2 separate regions of the Pan troglodytes genome follow, and region 2 is linked to region 1. Evidence: chromatin contacts called from public HiChIP or PLAC-seq data. All regions are on one chromosome and are shown on one strand. The core of a region is the stretch at or near the end of the contact, and the rest is flanking DNA. Distances in the headings are between cores, read along the strand shown. Region 1 holds the start of FAM241A (family with sequence similarity 241 member A). Region 2 holds the start of NEUROG2 (neurogenin 2).

Evidence for each region. HiChIP or PLAC-seq counts read pairs in DNA pulled down with a chosen protein or histone mark.
Region 2: a contact with region 1 is called in an H3K4me3 HiChIP or PLAC-seq map of stem cell-derived excitatory neurons, with 2.1 times the contacts expected there. The contact joins the promoter of NEUROG2 here to the promoter of FAM241A in region 1. A contact is called at or near these places in 1 of 1 datasets of contacts at active chromatin or transcription factors (stem cell-derived excitatory neurons) and 1 of 1 other capture datasets (stem cell-derived neural stem cells).

What each region holds. Positions count from the first base shown.
Region 1 is chr3:113,600,178-113,604,894 of NHGRI_mPanTro3-v2.0_pri, forward strand. FAM241A (family with sequence similarity 241 member A) reads left to right here and starts at 1,942. Exons shown (of 2, transcript NM_001243959.1): 1 at 1,942-2,278. The coding sequence starts at 2,126.
Region 2 is chr3:113,971,656-113,976,461 of NHGRI_mPanTro3-v2.0_pri, forward strand. It overlaps NEUROG2 (neurogenin 2), which reads right to left and starts at 3,268. Exons shown (of 2, transcript XM_001142826.8): 1 at 2,877-3,268; 2 at 542-2,502. The coding sequence starts at 2,501. The coding sequence ends at 1,683. It overlaps LOC107974373 (a long non-coding RNA gene), which reads left to right and starts at 3,647. Exons shown (of 2, transcript XR_001717086.4): 1 at 3,647-4,072.

The DNA.
Region 1 (4,717 bases), core at 692-3,191:
TTTTTGTATTTGTAGTAGAGACGGGGTTTCACCATGTTGGCCAGGATGGTCTCCATCTCTTGACCTTGTGATTCGCCTGCCTTGGCCTCCCAAAGTGCTGGGATTACAGGCGTGAGCCACCACGCCCAGCCAAAAAAAAAAGTTGGTTTTTATAAGAAACACTACTAATAGGCAAACCAAAATTCCAAGAATGAAAATGTTGCCTTCAGGGGAAAAAAAATGAGGCCCATCAGAGAGGCTACTGGGTTCCCATGGTGACATTTGTTTCTGATTGTATGTATATAATATTAAATACTCTTTTCTGGGGTTTTAAAGACTTTTAAGAAAGGGAATGAACCAGATTCATTTTCTTTCTAATTTTTGATATCCAACGGCATATTTTCTGGCCCCTAGAGAGATTGTTTGTGGGGGAGAGACAATCAGAGAGGGCATGTGTGAGAAACTATGTGTGAGAGATGGTGTGTGCGAGAGGTTGTATATGTGTGAGAGAGACTGTATGTATATGAAATCATGTGTGTATGAGAGGGATTGTGTGTATGAGAGATTGTGGGTGTGTGAGAAAGACTGAGAATCTCCTGACTACAAAAAACAGGAAACAGTTCTTTAAAATAAGCCTATGAGAGTCTGCCTATTTTAATTCCTTCTCTGGGCCTGAAAACATTTTAATAGAAGATCCCAAATAACTCTTACTCTTCTCCATGTGTACACATGTTTACTTTCCATATTTACTTTTCTGTATTTTACCTGTACAATAACCCATCATTTTCTCCATGTACAGATAAGGCATACACAGAAAAAATGTGATATTTTATTTAAACACCCCTCCATTTTCCTTGAATAAAATGGATGGAGTAGTACAAAAAATAATTATCAATTGGATATATTCCCCTCACCACCCACTGAGAAAGACATATTCTTACCCAGTTACAGAAAGATACATCATTTGATACACCATCAAACGACCCAAGGCTCCAACAAACAACACACACTAGGAAGCACTCAACAGAAAGGGACAAATACACAGACCTTCAGTGAGACACTAGGAAAGGAGGCTAAAGGAACAAGAGGGACAGTGAAATGTGTGTTCCTTGAAAAGGATGGGCAGATACTCAGGCAAGAACAGGGGGACCCTGCTGGAGAGTGTAACTGGGTGCATGTGTGTGTTTCTCTCTCACATACAAACCCACACACACTCATCTCTTATACAAATGCGCTTTCTCTTAAATATATCCATTGGCTCTCTGACACAAGTAGTTTCTCTTTCACACTTGATCTCTCTCAGTTTCTGTTGTTCCCTCATACAATCTCTCTCTCACACAGTCTCTTGCATACACATACAATCTCTCTCTCTCTTTCTCTCTCTCTCTCTGAAACGGGGTCTGGTTCTGTCGCCCAGGCTGGAGTGCAGTGGTGTGATCTCTGCTCACTGCAGCCTCGACTTCCCGGGCTGAGGCGATCCTCCCACCTCAGCCTCCTGAGTAGCTGGGACCACACTGCCACCACCACGCCCGGCTAATTGTATTTTTAGTAGAGATGGGGTTGCCCAGGCTGGTCTCCAACTCCTGGGCTCAAGCAATCTGCCCGCCTCGGCCTCCCAAAGTGCATACAATCTCTTATACGCAGTTTGTTTGATATAGAATCTCTCTCACACACACACACAAATCACGCTCAGCGTCTCTCACGCTCTAACGGTCTCTTACGCACAATGTCCCTCATACATACACACAGCCTCTCTCATCATGTACAATCTCCCTCATGCAGTGTATGTCCATAGTTTTTCACACAACACCCTTCTCTCAGTCTGTCGGCCTCTCTCTCAATCACACACACACACACACACACACACACACACACACACACACACACACACACCCCGTTGGCCCCGCCCCCTGTCTTGGCCCCTCCCCTGTATGGCTCCGCCCCGACGGCCGGGGGTTGGGCGAGCCAGTGACAGGAGGGGCCGGGCTGGTACTTCAGGCGCCCAGGCCGGCGGGGCGCGCTCCGGCGGCTCCTGTCAGCGGCGGGTGCGGCGGATCCCAGGGCAGCCTTCGGGCGGCGGCGCTGCCTGGTGCGTCGCGGCGTGGTCCTCCGGCGGCTGTCCGGGGCGGCAGGAGTTGGCTGCGGGATGTGCTCAGCCGGGGAGCTGCTGCGGGGCGGCGACGGCGGGGAACGCGACGAGGACGGGGACGCGCTGGCGGAGCGGGAGGCGGCAGGGACCGAGCGGGATCCCGGGGCGAGCCCGCGGCGGCGCGATCAGCGGCCGAAGGAGAGCGAGCAGGTGAGCGCGGGGAGGGGCGGCGGCGAAGCGGCCGGATCGGGGGCCGCGAGCCCCGCCCGGCGGTGGAGGGAAGGGGCCCGGCCCGCGGGCCGCGCCGCAGGTCTGCCCCGCGTGGGCACTGGCTCCGCGGCGCTCTGGGAAGTCGCCGCCGGGAGCTGTTAGACGGCGCTCCCGGGAGGAGCGGCGGGGTCGCGCGAGTGCAGACGCCAGCGCCGGCCCCGGGGTCGCGTGTCTGGCGGGGTCAGCGTGGCTCGTCCCCTGGCGTCCGGCAGAGGATTCTCAGGCTGGCGCCCAGGGCTCGGAGGAAATGCCCTCCATAGCGGTGATTTATTTAAAAGCCTCACTTGTAAACACTTCTTTTTCAACTTCGAGTCCGTGCCCTGCGCCAGGTTTAGGAGCCGGCGGCTCCCCTCCCGCCCTCCATCTTGCGTTTCCGAGCCCACACCTAGCGTGTCTGGAAGGTGTGGGTGGATTCCGTCCACGGGCAGCGCTGAAAGCATGAGTAGGAGCGGGTGTTACAATGGATGTCTTGACAGGGACTCTCCCAGAGCACGTTCTTCATAAATACAGATGAGATCAAAGCTTCAGTTAAAAAGTGGAGAGGCAAGAATATTGCTTTCGGTTAGTATTATACTAAAGAGAAAGAAGTATAAGAGGCCAGCCATAGTAAGGGAAAAGAGAAGTTGCGTAATTTTTTAAACTCGCTGAGTTTATCTCATTTAAATAAAGTGTGATAATGGGCATTATAACATCAAATATCTTAAAGATTAGGCAAAAGGTTTAATTTTAAAAATTGAATTGTATGTTGGATGAATTTTCTACAGCAAATGCAGTATTTAGACTTTCCAAATACCTGAGGTAAGCCGCTCTTTAGACTCACATTAAGGAGCAGGAATTCAAATGATTATTGGCCTTTATTACAGCCTGTACTGTTAGGACAATTAATACCTGTCTCGCCTCATCTTTCTTCATCTGTCCTTTCTGTCACATTTCACAAATTCCAGTATCATCACTAAATGCATTAATAGATGTATACCTTATATTGTTTCAATAGGTTACTTAGGAAACAGAGTAACACTGTGCGGCACACAAAATATGCCTTAGCGTTAGGTTTGATCACCACGTGGAGTGTAATTTTTCATCTGTGACAATATAAGAGAAAGTGACTCAAGCAAATAATTTGGTAGCTTGTTCTTCGGATTCCCTTCCTAGTGGTTTTTCCCGTTAACTGTACTCATTTGCTCAAGGGCTTGATTTCCTCTAACTTAAATTGCTCAACTGGAAAAGTGAAGAAGACAGCACAAGAATTCCTTTGGGGGTGGGGAGGGGGTGCATTTGAGCAGGGGTTTCCAAAGTAAATTTTCAAATAGTTGTAAGGGAGCATATAAAAATACTTCATTTAAGCTTCTGTGTACTTCATTAGTATGATTATGTAGACATCACTAATAGTTGTGGTCTTTCCAAAATTGCTTATGGTACAAAGTAAAAGGATAAAACAAAAAATGAAAAGTACATCTTAGAAAACATATCACTTTGCATACCTGCCTCCTTCATTGAATGTCATGAAAGTTCATTCTCCTGTACTCCTTTGAAGTGTTATTTTTATCATTCTCTTTTTGCCTCAAGATTTATTAATGTATTCTAAGCCCCCATACACAATAATTGAAAATCACACCGGAGATAGGCATTTCCTACTGCATTAGCACCAAAGAAGACTTAGTCAAGAAGCCAAAAATAAGCAAAAAATTGGTGCAACCCAACCCATTGGTGTAAAAAGCAAGCTTTTCTGATAAAACGTTTCTTGGTAATGTTATCACAAAGCCTTGTTTTCTAGTTTTTTTCAAGTCCTGTAAATGAAATTATGCATTGCCATGTAATGATGGTAGAAATAGTATTACATGTGTAAAGATATTTGAGGAAGAAACGAAATTAACAACTATGGAACATATCCCAAGGACTCATTTTATTTAGTTTTTATTTAGGGAGATGGTTTTTGTTTGTCCTGTTGGTTGGTTTAAGGATACAAGGACTCCACATTACAAATGGAATATTTTTGAAAGATTGGTTTCTAAGTTAATGATTTAGAACTTAAGGTGAACTTTTCCATGAAAACAATGATATAAACAGAAGCAGAACCAAAACTAATTAGCTGGAAATGAGACAGAGGCCATCTTCCTGCCGTCTTTTCTACTTGGCACGCTCACTTCGTGTTCCAGAGTCATGGATAGCCTCATGGGTATTGAGAGGAAATTAGAGGCAGGAGCTAGCAGAGGCGCTCCTTTTAACCCAGAAAAGAGCTATGGTTGTATGCTCTTGAACACCATAGCTCCAGAGGCACCTGACTTGTGCTCCTCTAGCTCTTTCAATGATTTTGTCAACACCTAATTTTCTGTATTAAGTCCCTTTCTATTTCTATTCCCCTCACAGAGTTTGCCCTTT
Region 2 (4,806 bases), core at 2,018-4,517, 370 kb after region 1:
TAAAATGCCTAATAGGAAATCTGCTTCTAATAATGAATTTATACGTACAACATGTTACATCACAGATGTTAGAGCTGGAAAGGGAGCACCCTTGGAGGTCATGTCCAATCCCTTCAGTTTACAGATGAGAATTGAAGCCAAACGAGTTGCACAAAAAACAAATTTCTACACACTCCACCAAGAAATTCCAACTTCACTTTTTTTCAAATCAAGGTTTTCTGAACTTTGGAGCTTATCATGACTTAATTATCATTTAAATTCTTCTCCCCTTTTTTGCTTATCTTGTTTGCTCAGAAATTTATTTCTTAGAAATAAATTGTGTGTTTATCTTAAAAATAGAGAGTTACACTCTTATTTTCAATATTAGTGTCTCAAATATGATTCAGCTTTTTGTGATTTCTTAGTGATATTCTACACAAAGCATTGCCAAAAATACAAGTACTATATTCAATTTGACATGGGAAGAATTTCAAAAAAACACAACTCATTTGGCATCTAAAAATCACATAAGCAAGAAAAAGGTAGAATACAACACACAAACTTATGAAAATTAGATAGTTTATTTATAGTTTAATCACAAGAACAACTTTCTTGTTCTTCAAGATGTAAATACATACTAGAATAAACTCTGTAGAATATACAAAAAATACATATTTTCCCATGAAAAATTTCTTTATAATAAATAGAAGGGAACACGTGTGTGGCTGATCCGGATAATGCTCCGTGTCTGCTTAGGTTTTCAGACTGTTGATTTATTTTTAATCTCTTGAAAGAATGGGGGAGTTCCTTCTCCCCTAAAAGGTCGAGATAAATAATGCATGAAGCAATCCTCCCTCCTGATTTTTCCCTTTTCCTCCGCATTTTTCCTTTTGATAGAGAGTTCAGCCTAAATTTCCACGCTTGCATTCAATCATTACAAAGCCTACAAATTATACAATGACTTCTAACCTGCCCCTCTAACAAAACAAGTTTTTTTCCCCTTATAAATCATAAGAGACAGATGGCAAAATGGGGAAGAAAAAGGAAAGAGAAGGACAGGACAATAGGCATTGTGACGAATCTGGGAAACAGAACAAAGTGCACATCAGAGAGGGAAGTTTGGTTTGACAGGTGAAATTCCCACAGCCTGCAGACAGCAATGGGAATAAAGCAGATGCCAGCCATTGCAAATCTGTGGATAATATTATTACCAGCAAAATCATTCAGATGCTAAGATACATTTCTTTCTACTCGACATTAACATCTCTATGTAGAAGCAAAGGTGAAGAGATCACAGGAACCAGTTGCATTCCCCCTGTGAGATTCACACGAACTGCACCAAGTCCTTCGGCGTTAAAGAGAAAGAGGAGGAGCGTCAGTCCGCTCTGCAAACTCTTTAGATATGCCACCATCATCTCTTCCCAGGGTCTTTTTCGTCTCAAGAAGCGCCCCCAAAACGCCACCCTTGGCTTTGACAATAAGCTCCATCACACCTTCAATAAATCAGAGCCCGTCTGAATGAAGGATACCCAAAGCCAAGAAATGCAAGAAACAACCGAGGAATCAAAAAGGCTACACCTGCCCTGTGAAATGAGATGGTTTCCAGGGCGTGGAAAGGAGGGGCAGGGGAAGGGAGGAGGGCTCGACTGGGGACACGAAAGGGAACCCACTAAGGCCTGGCGTGGGTAGCAGAAATGGCAGCTCTAGATACAATCCCTGGCTATGGGGAGGTGAGGTGCATAGCGGTGCTTGTCGGGAGGTGGGGGCTGCCAATAGTCCATGTCTGACCCGGCCGGGCTGGCGGGCGATAAAGTGCAGCTGTAGGGGGAGGTGGAGTTGGAGGACACGGAGGAGGACGGCGCGGGGCTGTTGGTGCAACTCCACGTGGAGGCGGGCGAGGGGCTGTCTCCGCTGCTGCTCAGGGCGGCGCTGGCGCCTCCCGGGCTCAGCAACACTGCCTCGGAGAAGAGCGCCCCCGGCAGGCCCCCGCCGCCGCCCCCGCAGTGATCCGCCAGGCGCAGGGTCTCGGTGAGCGCCCAGATGTAGTTGTGGGCGAAGCGCAGGGTCTCGATCTTGGTGAGCTTGGCGTCCTCGGGGAACGTGGGGAGCACCTCGCGCAGCGCGTCCAGTGCCGCGTTGAGGTTGTGCATGCGGTTTCGCTCGCGGTTGTTGGCCTTCAGTCTACGGGTCTTCTTGATGCGCTGCACCGTCTCGGCCGTCTTGGCGCCTCGGGAGACGGCCCGCGCCCGGGAAGGGCGCCGTTTGCAATCGTGTACCAGACCCAGCAGCCGTGCGGGCCGGCAGCCCTCCGCACCCGCAGCCACGCCGCCCCGCGCCCCCTGCCCGGCCTCAGCCCCGCGCTGCCGACGCGCCCCGCCTGACGCGCCCGGCTCCTCCTCCTCTTCTTCGTCGGCGCTGGATGACAGCGGGGTCAGGGCCGCCAAGGCGGGGGAGGCCGATCCGAGCAGCACTAACACGTCCTCTTCCTCCTTCAACTCCAAGGTCTCGGATTTGACGAACATCCTACCGAAGAGAGAGAGGAAGGGGAAAAAGGCAGTGAGGTGTAAGGAAAGAAACAGAGGCGCGATCTTCGTGTCACAGGGGCGTGCTCCGGCGCGCACCCGAGAAGACCAGCTCCGAATGGCGCGGAGCAGGAAGGCGAAGGAAGAAACCCAGGCAGTGCTAACCAAGGTCAGGAGCGCCGCTAGCGCTCGCTGTGACCCTGCCGCCAGTCAGCCGGGTCCTGCCCTCCGCGGGCCGTCCTGCGTTCCCTCCCCGAGAAGGGAATGCGGCCTCCGCGACAAAGATTCTGCGCGGAGCAGAGGGCGTGCGGGTGTGGTTGGACTGAGTGCGGGGAAACCACCTGCGTAGTTGGAAGCGGTGGCTCGAATACTTACTTAGTTGGCTCTAACTGTGCCTCAGCGTTGCTGTGACTTTGGCGTGTGCCGGGAATCTCCGCGCAGCTGCGAGCGCAGCGCCGCGTCCTTCGCGCGGCGTGAAAGCTGCAAGCCCGGCGCTACTGTGGCGCAGCTCCGCGGGGGACCTCTGCGACCGGCGAGTTTGCCAAGAGCCCCGGCGGCGGCGGCGGCGGCCCGCCCGGGTCTCGTGTGTTGTGGTGGTGGTGCGTGTCTGTCTGTCAGTCAGTCCCTGGCCGTGCGGCTCCTGGCACGCGACTCCCAGGCACTCCAGTTAAAGCGAAGCTGCTTGTGGTTCAGTGGCTGCGTGTCTGGCACACGACTCTCCTTAAAACCCCTTATATACCACCAAGAAAACAATCAGATCTGCCCCGGGCCCCCTCCTTCCCCGCCACCGCCTCCTCCTCCTGTCAGTCCTGCCCCCCTTCTCCCCCGCTTTTCCCTCCTCTGGCTTATTCTTTTCATTGCATTATCATCATTCATTTCTTTCTCTTTCTTCACCGCCTTTCCCCCTCCCTTGGCCCTGCCATCCATCCTCCTCCTCCTCCCACCACCCCCGCCTCTCTTTTCCCCCTTTATCTAATCAGCATAAAATGGTTCTAAAGCTCCTGTTGGAGCTCCGGGCTGCGGCCGGAGCTGGCGAAGCCGCAGCGGCCGCAGAAGCTCAAGCTGCGGCTGTTGTCGCCGCCGCTGTCCATTGTGATTGGTGGCTCGCGCTCGGCTGGAGCGTGCCGCTAATTTATTAATGAATGGAGGTCGCGAGGCGCAGCTGGCCAATCAGGGCGCCCTGGACTCCGGGAGGCCTGCGAGCCACGCGCACCGGAGCCCGCTCCCTTTCAGCAGCTCATTAGGGGCCCGAGCGCTGGGGGCGGATGGGGGGACCCGTGCTACCGCCCCCGCCTTCGTCCTCGCTGCCGCCGAGGCTCCCCCCGCCCGGCGCGCGCGCAGGCACCGCACCCGGCGCTGCCGGCCCTCCTAACTCCCGGGTGATGGGAACTAGGAATTAGTTAATGGGGGTCAGAATCCCGGGGAAAGCAGTTAGCCCTGTGGTGCTGCCGGGCGTCTCTTGGCAAAGCCTCTTAGGGGTTGTATCAAATAGTAAACGATTTTAAAATTGATTCATTTGGTTAGGGGAGGAGAATGGCGTGGATGGAGAGATGTGGACACCTCGTGAACAAGTGTGTTTGGGGTCCGTCGAAACGGCGTGGGAGAGTGAAGGGAGAGGACACTGGGGATTCAAACAGGCGTCTCTTGGGAGGGGAGGTCGGATAGGGGAGCAGTTGATGAGCTTTCAGAGGATGTGAGAATGAAATCACTCACATGTTAGAGCTGAAAGGATCCCCCTCATTTTACATACAGGAAACTGAGGCTCCGGGCACTGATGCAGGTTTTGCTGGGGTTAACCCAGTTTATAGCCTGGAGGGACAGCAAGGAGGCTTCCTGCGTGGGTGGCAGCGAACCGAGCGGGAGGAGCGGCAGAGCTGCTGCTCCTGCAAGCAAATGCGCTGCGCTGACATTTCTGTGACCTCTGCTCCGCGCTGGGGGGCGTTGTAGGGACAAGGGGCCCATCTTCCCAATTCTGCTTTTCAATGACAAAAAAGAGCTGAAGGGCTACTGGACCTCGGGGGAAACTTGTTCTGAATTGCTCGTTAGCCCTCCCCACTTTCCCCACGTTCATGCCCACCCTCTTGTCGACATGGGGATGGATCCGGACTTCAGTAGACCGGAGTGGCGTCCCTTGAGATCCCCTTTGCAAATTAACTTTAGGCAAGGCACAGTTGGAGTGTTAGGAGTGGAAGAGTAGAAGGGAAAGAGAATGCTGTCTTCTGGTTTCTGTCTCCCTCAGTTTGTAGGACTTAGAAACAAGCTGTATTCCAAAGACGGGGTGGTTAAATTAGCTGTTAGTATTTTG